2 separate regions of the Mus musculus genome follow, and region 1 is linked to region 2. Evidence: chromatin contacts called from public Micro-C data. All regions are on one chromosome and are shown on one strand. The core of a region is the stretch at or near the end of the contact, and the rest is flanking DNA. Distances in the headings are between cores, read along the strand shown. Region 1 overlaps Tanc1 (tetratricopeptide repeat, ankyrin repeat and coiled-coil containing 1). Region 2 overlaps Tanc1 (tetratricopeptide repeat, ankyrin repeat and coiled-coil containing 1).

Region 1 (6,937 bases), core at 983-3,482, 93 kb after region 2:
CACTGCTGCTGTTGTCCTTCCTGTGGCCAGCAGTAAAGTTGAGATTTTCTGCTTCTCCTGTGTCTCTAAGTGTGTGGGACCACAAGGCCACATGCACCACCTTGAGAATAGGCGCTTCCGAATTCGACAGCATTTGCCGATTACTGTTTGAGCCTTGGGTGATCTTCGGGGTGTGTGTGTGTGGTGTGTGTGTGTGTATTAAAGACTTTTTTATTTTAATTATATGAGTACACTGTTGCTCTCTTCAGACACACCAGAAGAGGGCAGCAGATCCCACTACAGATGGTTGTGAGCCACCATGTGGTTGCTGGGAATTGAATTCAGGACCTCTGGAAGAGCAGTCATTGCTCTTAACCTCTGAGCCATCTCTCCAGCCCTTTGACTTTATTTTTTTTTTAATATATAAACATTTATTTTGGAGTATTTTAGGCTTATAGAAGAGGTCAAAAGAACAGTACTAAGAAGTTCCATATGGTCTATGGTCAATCTCTCATTAACACAGACGTTGTGTGATACATTTGATATAATTAGTGAACCAACAGTGATACCTACTAAAGTCTGTATTTGTGGGGTTTTTTTTTTTTTCCCACCATTTCTAATTCACTTTTTTTCTGGCCCACATTATCATATCACGTTCAGAGATCATGTCTCCATAGATACCTTTTTGTCCGTTGGTTTGGTTTGGTTTTCTGAGACAGGATTTCTTTCTCTACAGATCAGGCTGACTTCGAATTCAGAGATGAGCCTGCCTCTGCTGGGGTTAGAGGCATCTCCATATATTCTTGACTGTGACAGTTTCTCAGACATTCTTTGTTTTAATGACCCTGGTGGCTTGGGTATGATATTTTGTAGAGTGCCTGCTTATTGGAACGTGTCTGATGTTTTTCTCACCATCAGCCAGGACTTAGGAGTTTGGGGTGACCTCTTTATCCCGCGGAGTCGAAGGTGTGTACCAACAGTGTAGTTCGCCTCTCTTGGTTGATCTTCGTCATCCAGCCAAGGTTGTGGCTGTTCACTTTCTACACTGAACCTACCCTGTCTTCTTCTCTCCTTGTCTCCGTCCACCACATAAAGAAGACACTTTATTCTCTGCATGGGCACTGTGCGAAGCCCACAGGTAAGGCTTGGAGCAAAGCCCGTCACTTCTGAGCATGGAGTATCTATATAAATTGTTGGCGATTATTCTGTATCTTGAGAGCTGTCTCTTTCCCCGTTCATTTATTCCAGTACAGATTTAAGTGTGCACGGACTTTCAGATTTTCCCCTGAGTAACGAGGAGCACTCAGGCCTTTGCATCCGCTTTGGTGCCTGGGTGGCTCTCCGTGAAGCTGGGTGTGCTGCGGCTATCCAGGGTCTGTTCTGTTAGGCCAAGTGTACAATGGGCAGGAAGTTGTTGCCTCTGAGACTGAACTCCTTAGTGTAACTGCTAAGCATATACGTGTTACCTAAAACCTTAAAAACATCCAGGACTTCATCCTGCTTAGGGTGGCGACCATTTCTTGCCTTGATGGTGAAGAAACCTTTCCCAGCAAGCCTCAGAGCTTTTGTCTGAAACTGGCATCGGAGCAGCGCCACCTTGTGGTAAATACTGAGTCTTCCAGGAACAATGCCTTCTAAATTCTGAAACTCTTAACTGTTCAAGCAGCAAGTTTTAAAAAGAAAAATAGTTTTGTTCTTTAAAGGGAGGCCGCTACTTTGGTATATATTGTGTTATTACCAAGTTTAGATAAAAGATACATGAGTTATAGTTGTTCTAAAAACAAAAGGAAGTAACCTGGGATTAACAGTGGTTTCTGCTCAGTCACAAGGACACAAGGAGTTTGGATTCCTGCATTCTTGTCTGGCAAGTGCCTGTTAACTCTAGCCCCAACTCTGAGGGACCCGGTGCCCTCTCCTGGCCTCTGCGTGAACACAGGCATGGCTATCCTGTGCACACACGTTTTTGAAAGCTTCAACCTTATGTCAATCTCACTCAGCTTTAGTAGGATAATCAGATACATTGTAGCAGCTTTCGCTAATAAAAGCCCCGCAGGCACCTGGGCTGTGGTGTGTTCAGGGTAGAAAGCCGCCTTTCTGTTGTCTTGAACCCAGAACACTGACAGAGTCAGCCCCACTGCTGAGGAGGTTGCAGTGATCTGGGTCCCTGCCAGGGGAATGGTGACTAATCGCCCCGCCCAGAACATCACTGCATGGTGTCTGCAGATGTTTCAGCGCGCAGAAGGTGTGTGCTTTTCAGAGATCTCACTATCAAGCCTGTGTGTCAGACACAAGCCCAGTCTGCTCTTCCACTTACTGACCCTGTACAGTAAGGTCCTGACTGCCGAGATGGCTTTGTGGTTGAGGCCAGCGTGCTTCCTCAAGACAGCCAACACAGCACAGCAGCGAGCTGCCTTGTACTTTCAAGGACATGGGCAATGATGCATGATGGGTAGCCTTGCCACCTGGGTAGGAGCTGGAGAACAAGGAGGGACCTGGAGTTCAAGAATCCCTTTCCTTCCACTAATATTTTGAAAGGAAGGCTTGACCTCACCAGGTCGAGAGACTATTTTAAGATGAGCCTTTCATCTCTAAAATGAATCTTACATTGCTTTCAGTGTTTTCTATTTACAATTTAGAGCATGTTTTCCATAGCATTTAAACTCAGTTTCTGAGCCTTGCATTTATTAATTAATCTAAAATCATATTTAACATGAATATCACCTGAGACTGAGACTCACACAATTCTGGTAGGACGTGAAGGCTGGCTCAGTCTTTACCGTTTACTACACTTCTTTTTTTTTTTTTTTTAAGACTAGGAATTCTCTACTAGACATACTCTGTGGTTGTGGTAGAAGTGACAAGCATGCTCCTAAATAACTATCGTGTTGCTGCTCTGAGTTTATTTCAGCTCTTCATTTAGTGTAAACTCTGCTTAGGTTGTAGGACAGCTGATAAACTCAACGCAGGAGAGGTGAGATTAGGGACAGAAAATGCGTGTTACTATGTCAGGATTAAAGTTGGCTTCGAGTACGGAGCCCCGTCAAACATATAATAGTTGAAACAAGATACCTACTGCCCTTTCTTTTTAGCAGTGCACATTACCTTCAAGTACCTTGGTGCCATGAAGTTCCCCTCGTGGGGGAGGGGCTGGGAGGAGTTGGGCATGGTGGTGCTCCCATGTTGGTATTGAAGTGTAGGTGTTTCCTGGGGCTACGGTGGCGTGTTATCTCCATTTGGTGGTTTCAGCTGTTTGTCTCTCTGAGCCGCAGGCACCGTCCATAGAGTACTTGTCTGGGAAAATGCTTACCTTCTGTAGCTCCTGATGGCCACACCCTCCTCTCTCTACTTCTGTGGCAGTCTTATCCCCTCCTTTCTCATACTAACACCCATGTGTGTGGGACCTGTCTGGATGATTCCAGTTGGTTCCTCACCTTAGGTTTCTTATCCTAACCCCAGTTTCTGTAAGCCTCTAGAAATCAAGTGACTTGATTGGGGACGTGTCTTACCTTATTACACACTTCTAACACAGTGTTGCCTGAAGGCCTCGTGAAAACTTTCTAAGTTACTCTGCACACATGTCCACATCCCTTGCCAAAGGAAAGGGAGAAGAGGAAATAGGGACATTTCTCAGCACAGAGCCTCAGCTTCAACAAATGCATTGGAATTGTGTAAATGCTGGCACAATGAAGACAGAGAGCGGTTCTGCGTCCCAGTATATTCATATGTTCTGTTATAGTCGGCTGCATCCCGAAGCCCTGGAAACCTATGGTCTTTCTCCAAACCCAGAACTTTGCCTTTTCAGGATGTGATGTGTAGAGCCGTTTAATGCACACCCTTTTGAGGCCAGCTTCTTGGCTGGGTGCACTTCGGACTCATGCACGTCACAGTGGGTATCGATAAACTTTTACTGCCTGTTTCACAAGTAGTCCACTGCATGCATATGCCACAGCTTGTCCATTTGCCAGTTGGAAGTCACTTGGGTAGTTTCCAGTTTGGGGTGACGATAAATGAAATTGCTTTAACTGTGAGCACACTGTCTTTTGTATAAGCACAAGTGTCCTTTCCCTTGGGGAGGGACTTAGGGGACTTAGGAGTGGAATTGGCAGGATCATATAGTATGTACGATATAATTTGTATGAAAGCATCAACTATTTTCGAAAGCAGTTAAACGTTTTGTAGTCTCGCCAGCAGAACGGGAGCTAGGTGGTTCCGCATCGTCTGCAGCTGCGCCTTTTGTGTGGTCGAAGGTGTTCGCTGTTCTGTAAGGTCTGCGCACTGTCTGAGAGGGGCTTAGGTAATCTTTGATGGTCTCTGTATCCAGCTCAGCTGAGAGGGCTTTGTTAACTGTAATTGATGCCACCATCTTTACACTGGATTTTCTGTAGCCCAGACAAACCTTGAGCCCACTGTGTAGCCAGGGATGACCTTGAACGCTCCAGCCTCCTGCATCTACCATCAAAGTGCTAGGAGTACAGACTTGGGCCACTGCATCTCACTTTATGTGGTGATGGGGATTGAATTCAGGATGTTGTGAACACTAGCCAGGCACTTTGCCAATTGAGATACTTCCCCAGCTCTCACACTGTTAAAAAAAAAAAAACCCAAAACCCTATAATTCATCTTCATTCTAACCTAATTATACCTGTAAGTCTTTCCACTTAACACTCCTTCATAGATACGTCTCTGTAAGAGTGATTGGAGTCTGCATCTCTCAGGCCCTCTTCTCCCTGATGTCAGTGCCCAGAGGTTGGGTGGATTTGACACAGATGAGACACAGATGATTCTGAGGGTGAAGAATAATATGTGTGTTTCTTTGGTGTGGCCATTTCTCTGTGGTGTGGGATAGGAAGGCTCCTATACATGCTGAGAGGTGGTGGGGTACCTGTGCACACATGCACATCAAAGGTAAAGCCAAGGGCGATGGGCTACTCCTACCTTACACTGGGGACTGAGAGTGAGGCTCAGGAGTGTTCTGCTCTGACCCGTTCCTGGATGCTGGGGAGGAAGAATGAAGCAGGAACTCAGCACCTTCCCACGGGGAGGGGTCCTTAGGTGGGTGAGACACCTGCTCTTCATCTGCCTCTTCATGTCTCTTAGCTGACATAAGGGCAGAGGGTTTAAACTAGGTGTGCTGTAGCCATTGTACTAAATGAAAGTTTGAGGAAGTATTTGCAAATTTAATTTTTTTTCCTGAGAACATATTACTTCTTAATTAAGTAAAATGCATTTTTTTTTAAAGCCCTTTCTTCTTGGGAGTCAATATCTGTGGGAAGACAAGACCTTCAACCTCTTAAGCATTTTCTAGCGTGACCCCGCCCCTTCCCCTGCAAGCATTTTCTAACGTGACTCCGCCCCCTCACCTGCAAGCATTTCCTACTGTGACTCCACCCCCTCACCTGTAAGCATTTCCTACCATGACCCCGCCCCTTCACCTGCAAGCATTTCCTACTGTGACTCCGCCCCCTCACCTCAAGCATTTCCTACTGTGACTCCGCCCCCTCACCTCAAGCATTTTCTACCGTGACTCTGCCTTCCTACCGTGACTCCTCCCCTCACCTTCAGGTGCATCCCTGGCAGTGCGTTTTCCTTTCTGATGCTTTCCCTAGTGACAGCACTGTGCCATGGCAGCTCTCTCTCTCCTTTTTTCACTTGATTGTAAGCTTCCTCAGGAAGTAGGCAAGGTCTCAATACCTATGGGGGGGGGGGGCGCTCAGTAGTTAAGAGAGCTGGCTGCTCTTCCAGAGGAACTGTGTTGTTTAATTCCCAGCACCCACATGGCAACTCCAGTTCCACTCTCACACAGACATACATACATGCAGTCAAAACACCGATGTACATGAAATGAAAATAAATTTTACAACCCCCCCATGGGTGGGTACCCCAGAATTGCCCTTGTAAGGTGGGTCTGAGAATGTGCATTCTGACAAGTATAGGTGACCACACTCGGGAATGGAGTGCCCAGAACCCGCAGGGGAAGAAGGTTCTCAGGATCCTGCTTCTCGCTCTTTGTATTTAGCTACTTCAAAGGATGCAGGCTTCCTTTCCTGCCCTAGGACCAACGGCAGAGCCATCTCCTCACTGGCTGTTTCCGTCTCTTCGGAAAACTGGGACATGACCCTTCCAGGAAGGGTACAGATCTTTCTCCCAGGGCCACCATAAAATTAATGGCTCTCCCTTTTACTTATAACTGGTTCATACCAGTTGACTACACCTAAGCTGAAGTGCCTTGAAGTCAGATTTTAGTGCTTGCAGTATTTCTTAATATGTACAGTAAGATATCATAGAGGTGGGACCCAAGTCTAAGCACAAAATTAATTTATGGTTTATATACCCTAAAGACATGGCCTGGAGGTAACTTTAGACAGTATTTCAGTGTGCTTGTGCTCTGACTGTGGCTTGTGACATGAAAGCAGGTGGGACATTTACCACTTGTATATCAGGTCTCTGCTCAAGACCCAGGTTTAAGAGATATTCTCATATTCTCTCCTCTCCCCTCTCCCTGCCCCCACCTTTTTCCCTTTCCCTCCCTCCCTCCTTCTCTTCCTCTCTCTCTCCCTCCCTCTCCCTTCTCTCCCTCCCTCTCCCTTCTCTCCTCTCCCCTCTCCTCTCCCTGCTCCCACCTCTTTCCCTCTCTCTCTCCTTCTCTTCCTCTCTCTCCTCTCTCCCTCCCTCTCCCTTCTGCCCTCTCCCCTTTCCCTCTCCCTGCCCCTACCCCTCTCCCTCCTTCTATCCCTCTTTCTCTCTTATCCTCTCTCTCCCTTCCTCTTTCTCCCCCTCTCCGTCTCTCCTGTGTCCCTCTTTCTCTCTGTCCCCCCCCCCCACATCTCTGTCTCTCTTTGTGTGTTTGTCTGCCTCTCCCTGTGTGTGTGTGTGTGTGTGTGTGTGTGTGTGTGTGTGTGTGGTGTTTGTGTGTGTGTGTGGTGTGTGTGTGTGTGTGGTGTGTGTGTGTGTGTGTGGT
Region 2 (6,955 bases), core at 2,159-4,658:
GAATCCTAAGTTTTATAAAAGTATAAAAATTTTATAAAAGTATTTTTCTGGGGCTAGGGTGGTGGTTCTTAACATATAGGAGGAATGACCCCTTCACAGGGGTTGTCTAAGACCATTGGAAAACACAGATTTTTTTTTTTAGCATTATGATTTATAACAGTACAAAGTTACAGTTATGAAGTAGCAACGGATATGATTTTATGGCTGGGATGTCACATTAACAGGAGAACTGTATTGAAGGTACACAGCATTAGGAAGGTTGAGAATCACTGGGCTGGCGAGATGGCTCAGTGGTTAAGAGCACCGGCTGTTCTTGCAGAGAGAGTACGTGTCTGGATCCCAGCACCTATGTCAGGCAGCTCCCAACTGCTTGAAACTCCAATTCTACAGCATAAATACCCTCTCCTGGCCTCCCAAGTTTGCCTGCATGCCGATGGCACACATCCTCAAGCACCCATACCCATAACATAAACCTTTAATAAAAAGTACTTTCCTGTTAGCTGGGCAGTGGGGGCACACACCTTTAATGCCAGCACTTGGGAGGCAGAGGCAGGGTGAATCTTTGAGTTCAAGGCCAGCCAGGGCTACACAGAGAAACCATAGAACAAAATAAACAAAACGAAAACCTAATCTTTCTAGAAAAACGAACATAATTTTAGATACTTTAAGTGTCAAAAGTCAAAAGCAATTAGTGAAAAAAACCGAACGATTCATATATTTTTATAAGCACTACTTCATGAGTTTGAAAGTTTTTCTATTTTAGTCATTTATTCTTAAGAGTTGTTTCATTGATTGTTTTAATTTTAAAATAACACATGCATACTTCAAATATTTGTATGTGTGTGTATGTACCTCTGTGTGTGTGCATCACATGCATGCAGGAACTGTTGGAGGTCAGAAGGGACATTGGGTCCCCTAGAACTAGAGTCACAAATGATACAGATGATTGTTAGCCACTGTGTGAGTGTTGAGAACTGACCTGGGTCCTGGGTACGAACAGTAACTGCTCTTCACTGCTGAGTCATTTCTTTAGCCACCCTGTTTGTCTATCTGTCTGTCTTGTCTGTCTTAGTGTGGCAATGTCTGTCAGAGTAGGCCTGAATAAAAGTAATTTTAACTGTGTAATAGGCAAGCCAGAAATGAGATGATTTTAGGAATAAGAAGGTTATGTTGCTGTCTAAACTACATGAATATAAAACAGTTTATGACCCCAACTATAATATATTGATTTATTTGGAATTGTCTCTGGAGCACTGTGATAGTTTGAATAAGAAATGCCCCTCTTTGGCTAGGAATTGAAACGCTGAGTCCTCAGCTGGCGGTACTGTTTGGGATAGTGGTACAGCCTTCCTGGAGGAAGTGTGTCCCTGGGGTGGGCTTTGGGAATTTATAGCTCTTTTCATTTGCAGTTCCCTCTCTCTACTTCATGCTTGTGGTTGGAGATGTGATTTCTTTGCTTCCTGCTCTGGTTACTATGCCTGCAACTTACTGTCACGCCATTCCTGTGTCATGACGGATGGGCTCTTAGCCCTCTGAAACCCTAAGCCGGAATAAATTTGGGTTTTTTTTTCCCTTTAAGTTGCTGTTGGTCATAGTGGTTTTTTTTTTGGTTTTGTTTTTGTTTCGAGACAGGGTTTCTCTGTATAGCCCTGGCTGTCCTGGAACTCACTTTGTAGATCAGGCTGGCCTCGAACTCAGAAATCCACCTGCCTCTGCCTCCCGAGGTCATGGTGTTTTTTAATTTCTTATTTTTAAAATTTATTTTATATGTATGGGTATTTTGCTTGCATTCTCAGATATGCGCACCACATGCATTCCTGGTGTGGGATGGATCCCCCTGAACTGGGGTTGCAGACAGTTGTGAGCTATCATGTGGGTGCTGGGAATTGAACCTGGGTCTTCTAGAGGAGCAGCCAGTGCTTTTAACGGATGAGCCATCTATCCAACCCCCAGTCATGGCATTTTATCAGAGCAACAGAAAAGTAACTAATACACTCACCAAGTAAATTTAGGAACAAAAGTGTTACTACTTGTCCAGTAGCATTTATTTTATATTGTTGAGGAAGTAACATCTTGCTATTTTGTTTGCCTGAGGTAACTTCCAACTGCTGGGTTCAAGCATCCTTCTGCATCTGCTTCCTGAGTAGCTGGGTCTGTCGGTGCATGCCACGATGACTGGCAAGAGAGTAGTCTTAAAGCACTCTCAACATCAGTAAAATCCTTGCTCAGACCCACAGCATTTGTATAGGTATAAATTACAGTCATCTATCTGCTGGCAACAAGCTGTTTGCATTTAAGATCTACAGAAATAGCAACAAAAGAATGAGGCAAGTCAACACAATTAGAAATTACAATATTTTTTGGATACCCTTGGAGATACCTCCCACCCTCTACTTTGGAGACATCTGGTTGCGAATGACAGTAATCCAGAAGAAGGAAGCACACGGCGCTTTTTGAGAGAGGGTTTGCTAGGTTCGGGAGTGGTGTGTGGATGAGAAGTTGACAGAGAGCTGCACTGTCAAGCAGATTGAGAGTAGGCTGGGTGGGGGGTAAAGCAGAAAGCTGGGGTATAGCTCCCCACCATCTGTGCAAGAGTGTTGCTAAGGTACCACGAACCAAACTCCTAAGGATCGAAGCTGTCAGAATGGTCAGATTGCTTTCTCATAGCTGGGAATGCTGGACACGGGACCGCAGAGTATAGTTCATATACAAGGCGTTGCAGAATGGTCTTTAGTTTGGGAGATCTTTCAGCTCTTTGATAAGAATAGGTTTGAAAGGAGTGATAGAGAGGCCCAAGTTAACCATCAGGAAGTGGACCTCAGGTGAAAGTACTAGGCTCAGGCTTGGTGAATTTTGAGTGGACGGAGGCTGACGACGGGGGAGTCAGGAACCTGGCTGAAGGGTATACTTAATCTCTTATGGGATATTTGCTGGTCCATTGGGACTAGAGGTCTACAGTCTTCTATAACAAACATTTTTTGAGATTGTGTGTTTTAGTTACTTTTGTGAAAAAAATATTATGACCTAGACAAGTTATATATAGAAGGAAGGTTTGAGCATACGGTTCCAGAAGGTTAGAGTCCGCCATGACAGGGCAAAGGCATGTTGGCAGAAGTGGAAAGCTTAGACTGGAACGGCAGGCGTAGTGATTTAAAACCACAAGCCTGCCCCCTTTCTCCAGTAAGGCCACACCTCCTAAGTATATCCAAACAGTGCTACTGACTGGGGACCAAGTAGTCAAACCTTTTAGCCTCTGGGGAATATTCTCATTCAGATCAAGCCACCATACCGAAAATTACTTGTGTCTGGAATTCAGAAGATGGCGTGACCAGAGACACTAAAAGGGAAACTGTCACCTCCTGTGAGTAACCCTATCAGCCTGCAGTACCAGAAACAACCTCAGACCAATCGTGGTCAGTGTGTGGCTTGGTGGATGTCTCCTTAGCTGATTACCGGAAGTTTGCTTTTGGGGACTGGGTGTGACTTGAAATAAGTTGGTGATTTCAGGCAGGTTTGGAATTCAGAGTATTGTTATTAAAAGGAATAAAAGCAGGCAGAGGTGGTAAATGACAGATGGTCCAAAGCCCCGCTCTCATTTGAAAGGATTTAGAGCAGTATACTTGGATCTGAAAAGAAAGAGGGCTTTTGACAGCATTTCAGTAGCTGTGGGGTTTTAGAGACAGTCCACAAATAAGGTATATAAGCATTATTTCAGTCAGTCCGTCTGGCAGAAGTGTTTCACAGACGATGAGAAAAGGAAATGAGGGTACAGATAGGGACAGATATTCAATAGTCAATGGCGGTTGCAAACACGCCTACCTTTCCTCCAGGAACTTCCTGAAGGGTGGACTGTGAGGGCTGTAGTTTTGCCAGGATAAGAGAGAATTAGCTAACGTTATTACTAAGTAGTTAGTTGGTGTGTTTGTGGCTTAGGTGGGGGAATATTGACACAGTAGTTGAGAAATCTCAAAGGGGACAGATGTCGAAACTGATAAAATTAGTGTGGGATTGTTAGGTGGCCCTGAGTGAAGAGGCCTGCCTCACTGAAAGGTTGAGTCAGGGACAATTTATGCTGATTCCCAGTGGGACAGGGCCAGCACGCAGAGCCAGCCTCTCATCCTTTGCAGGGGAGGGAGGCCCTGAGAGCCCCGCAGGGGCCTGGCCTTCATGTCTGTACAGTAAAGAAAGACTTCAATTTACAGATTATAATCTGCCAAATCCTATTTCAAGGAAGGGGATGGCATTAGGGCTTGTGTGCTTGTAGAAAGGAAGGGTTTAAGGGGAGATCTGTGAGTGATGTCTGGCAGGTCATTTGTTCCTACCAGGCCTCCATTCTTTCATGCCCAAATGGAAGAAAGGCTTATAGGAATAATCTTGGAACCCCCTGCTGGTTCTGAGTGGATGTATCCATTCTGAATAGATGAGGGGGGAAGAGGACTGAGCTCCGCCTGCTTGCTTTAGCTGCCCTCTCTGTGAGTTCCCACTGCTTTATGTGCTGCTGTTCTGCAGATCTGTTTCCCTCGCTCTCTATGATACCCATGAGGTAAGGCTGTCACTGGCCCCATTCCACAAGCACAGACAAGTTCACTACTGACTGGCTGACTGGGGCACATTCAGATATGGTCAAACTGCTTGTAATGAGGGTATCAGAGATTCCTTGTCCGTATTGACTAAGAGGTTTTTGTTTCTTGTTTTTGGTTTTTTTTTTTTTTAATTCAGTGTTTTGGGGACTAGAATTACTCTAATTTTTTTCTGTTTTTCTCACAGATGGCTTTGAAGTAAAATAAATGTAAAACTATTTATTTTTATTCATGTTTGCAGTGCTGGGATGAATCCTGAGCCCTGTTCATCTCTGGAGAGTATTCTGCCTCTGAGATACCCTCTCAGACCAAAGTCAGAATGTTAAAGACTGCAAGATCTTGAGTGTGTCTTTATTCTCATTTTGTGGGGTGACGATAGGGGGACAGTAAAGCCCACTTTAGTTTTCCCTTTTGACTTTCTGAACCAGTTCTGATATTAAAAAAAAAAAAGGTGTGGGAGGGAGGCATATTGAATTTAAATTGTACTTTTAAAAGTTTCAAATGAATAGAAATACAGTTTAGGAATGTGCCTTAATTTTTGAAGAAGAGGGAGAAGAAGGAGGAAGAAGAAGAAGGAAGAAGAAGAGAAGAAGAAGAAAAAGAAGAAGAAAATAATAATATATAATATAAAAATAATAATATATAATATGACATAATATATAATATAAAAATACTCAAGACTGGGCAACCCATGAATAAGTTTATTCGACTCCTGGTCCCTAGAGGTGAGTAACTAGTAGCATAGCTTTAAGGATCTGCTAGGCATTTGGCGAGGGCCCCTGTGCAGCATCAGAACATAGCTAAAGATGGGGCTGGAGAGATGGCACAGTAGCTTAGGACACTGCTGCTCTTGCAGAGCACCTGGGTTTTGTCCCCAGCTTCCACACCAGGCAGTACCTAGCTGCAGCTTCACTTCCAGGAGGTCCAGTGCTCTCTTCTGGTCTCTCTGCAGGCCATTCTCACATATGGTGCACATAAGCAGGCTCATGGAAATGCATGCATGCATATGAATCAAAACAAACCTTTTAAGAAAATAGTGAAGAGTATCTCGTGTTAGATAAAGCAAGTTTGCCAGTTTGGGTGCTTCTCTTCCCCTTGGGACAAGGTTTCTCTGTGTAGCCCTGGCTGTCCAGGAACTCACTTTGTAGACCAGGCTGGCCTTGAACTCAGAGATCCACCTCCCTCTACCTTCCAAATGCTTGCACCACCACCACTAGACTTCTCTTCTTTATATAAGGATCTCTCAAGTGCTGTCATGAAGTCCCCACCCTGAGGACCCCATCTCATCCTATTTTAGTTTCCAGAACCTCTTCTCCAAGTGGCACTAGGATATGGATTTTGGGATGAAGTGTTCAACATAGCCTTTAGAGGACATGTGTAAATTCTGTGTATACCAGTATTGGGCTTCCCCAGCCTGGTGAGTTCTGCTAGAGGGAGGCTGCTCTCTACCCATTTTGGACATCAGTGTGCCTCTCTGTGGAGGCCATGCTCACAGAGCCACAAGCTGTACCAGGACTCGCAGTGGGTGCTCCAGGAGAGAGCTTGGCAGCCACCGAGGGACAAGCTTCCTCCCACCTCTCTGTTTTTGTTCCCAAGCTTCATGAATTAATAAGTTCCCGAGGCTTCTAGAAGTCGGGATCCAAGAAAGAGACCCAGATGGTGAGCTGGAGGGGTGCTCTCTCTATGAAAGAAACAGGAACCAGACTGACTCCAGTTCCCTGTGACAAATACTCTTCTATTTCCCAAAGGCAACAACGTTCGGGGTAAACGTTGTCTTGTACTAGAGAGACAGGCTTTTTTGTAAAAGCAAAGCTGGATTAAAACAGTGGCATAAACCCCTCACCCTATCGCTGACGTCAAGGCTAACGCTGCTGCGGTTTCCTCATTACAAGACAAAATGAGTACTCTGCTATGTCTTACTGAGTAGTTAGGAAAGTTATCAGCGCTGAGGACGCATGCCACCGTGGTGTCATGCTTACCTAGCACGTGCGGGGTCCTGGATTTGAGCTCAGGCACTGTGTATGTTTGTGCTGATAGTAATGTCTCTCTGGACCTGCCTGCAAATGCTTGCTTGAGGACATGAAATTACCTTGACGTTTTCTGACGTGATGGCTGACGAAGTCTCCGCTGTGTCAGAGACTCCGTTTTAATGTGCTAGTGCTTTCTTTCTTTCTTTCTTTCATTTTTCCCCCCTAATATGAATGAAAAATATCAAAACTAAAATATATTATGGACAACCGGTCTGTCAATTTCTGAAGCAACATTTTTTATTCAGCAGCAAGCAAAGCAAGTTTGCTCAACTAAATTATTCATAAGAATTACAAAACTTGTCACTTAGAATGGATGTTAGGATATTCAGGTCATTTAGAAGACTG

What was found. A called contact is a pair of places that touch in the nucleus more often than the background predicts.
Region 1: a contact with region 2 is called in a Micro-C map of trophoblast stem cells, with 2.9 times the contacts expected there. The contact joins two enhancer-like sites. A contact is called at or near these places in 2 of 15 datasets of contacts at CTCF or cohesin (embryonic stem cells and pro-B cells), 14 of 484 Hi-C or Micro-C datasets (the AML12 cell line, the AtT-20 cell line, the N1E-115 cell line and 8 more), 3 of 115 datasets of contacts at active chromatin or transcription factors (embryonic stem cells, extraembryonic endoderm stem cells and pancreatic cancer cells) and 3 of 9 other capture datasets (adipose tissue, embryonic stem cells and pancreatic islet).

The regions. Positions count from the first base shown.
Region 1 is chr2:59,744,094-59,751,030 of GRCm38.p6, forward strand. The region is part of intron 4 of Tanc1 (tetratricopeptide repeat, ankyrin repeat and coiled-coil containing 1); the gene reads left to right. Among named protein-coding and RNA genes, the nearest start is that of Wdsub1, 140 kb to the right of the region's middle. Within about 2 kb of position 2,233, at least 56 of the 459 cell types and tissues checked have an H3K27ac peak or open chromatin away from gene starts, as enhancers often do. A contact at or near this core is called in the N1E-115 cell line and trophoblast stem cells, where this site is marked.
Region 2 is chr2:59,649,498-59,656,452 of GRCm38.p6, forward strand. The region is part of intron 2 of Tanc1 (tetratricopeptide repeat, ankyrin repeat and coiled-coil containing 1); the gene reads left to right. Among named protein-coding and RNA genes, the nearest start is that of Tanc1, 41 kb to the left of the region's middle. Within about 2 kb of position 3,409, at least 55 of the 459 cell types and tissues checked have an H3K27ac peak or open chromatin away from gene starts, as enhancers often do. A contact at or near this core is called in the N1E-115 cell line and trophoblast stem cells, where this site is marked.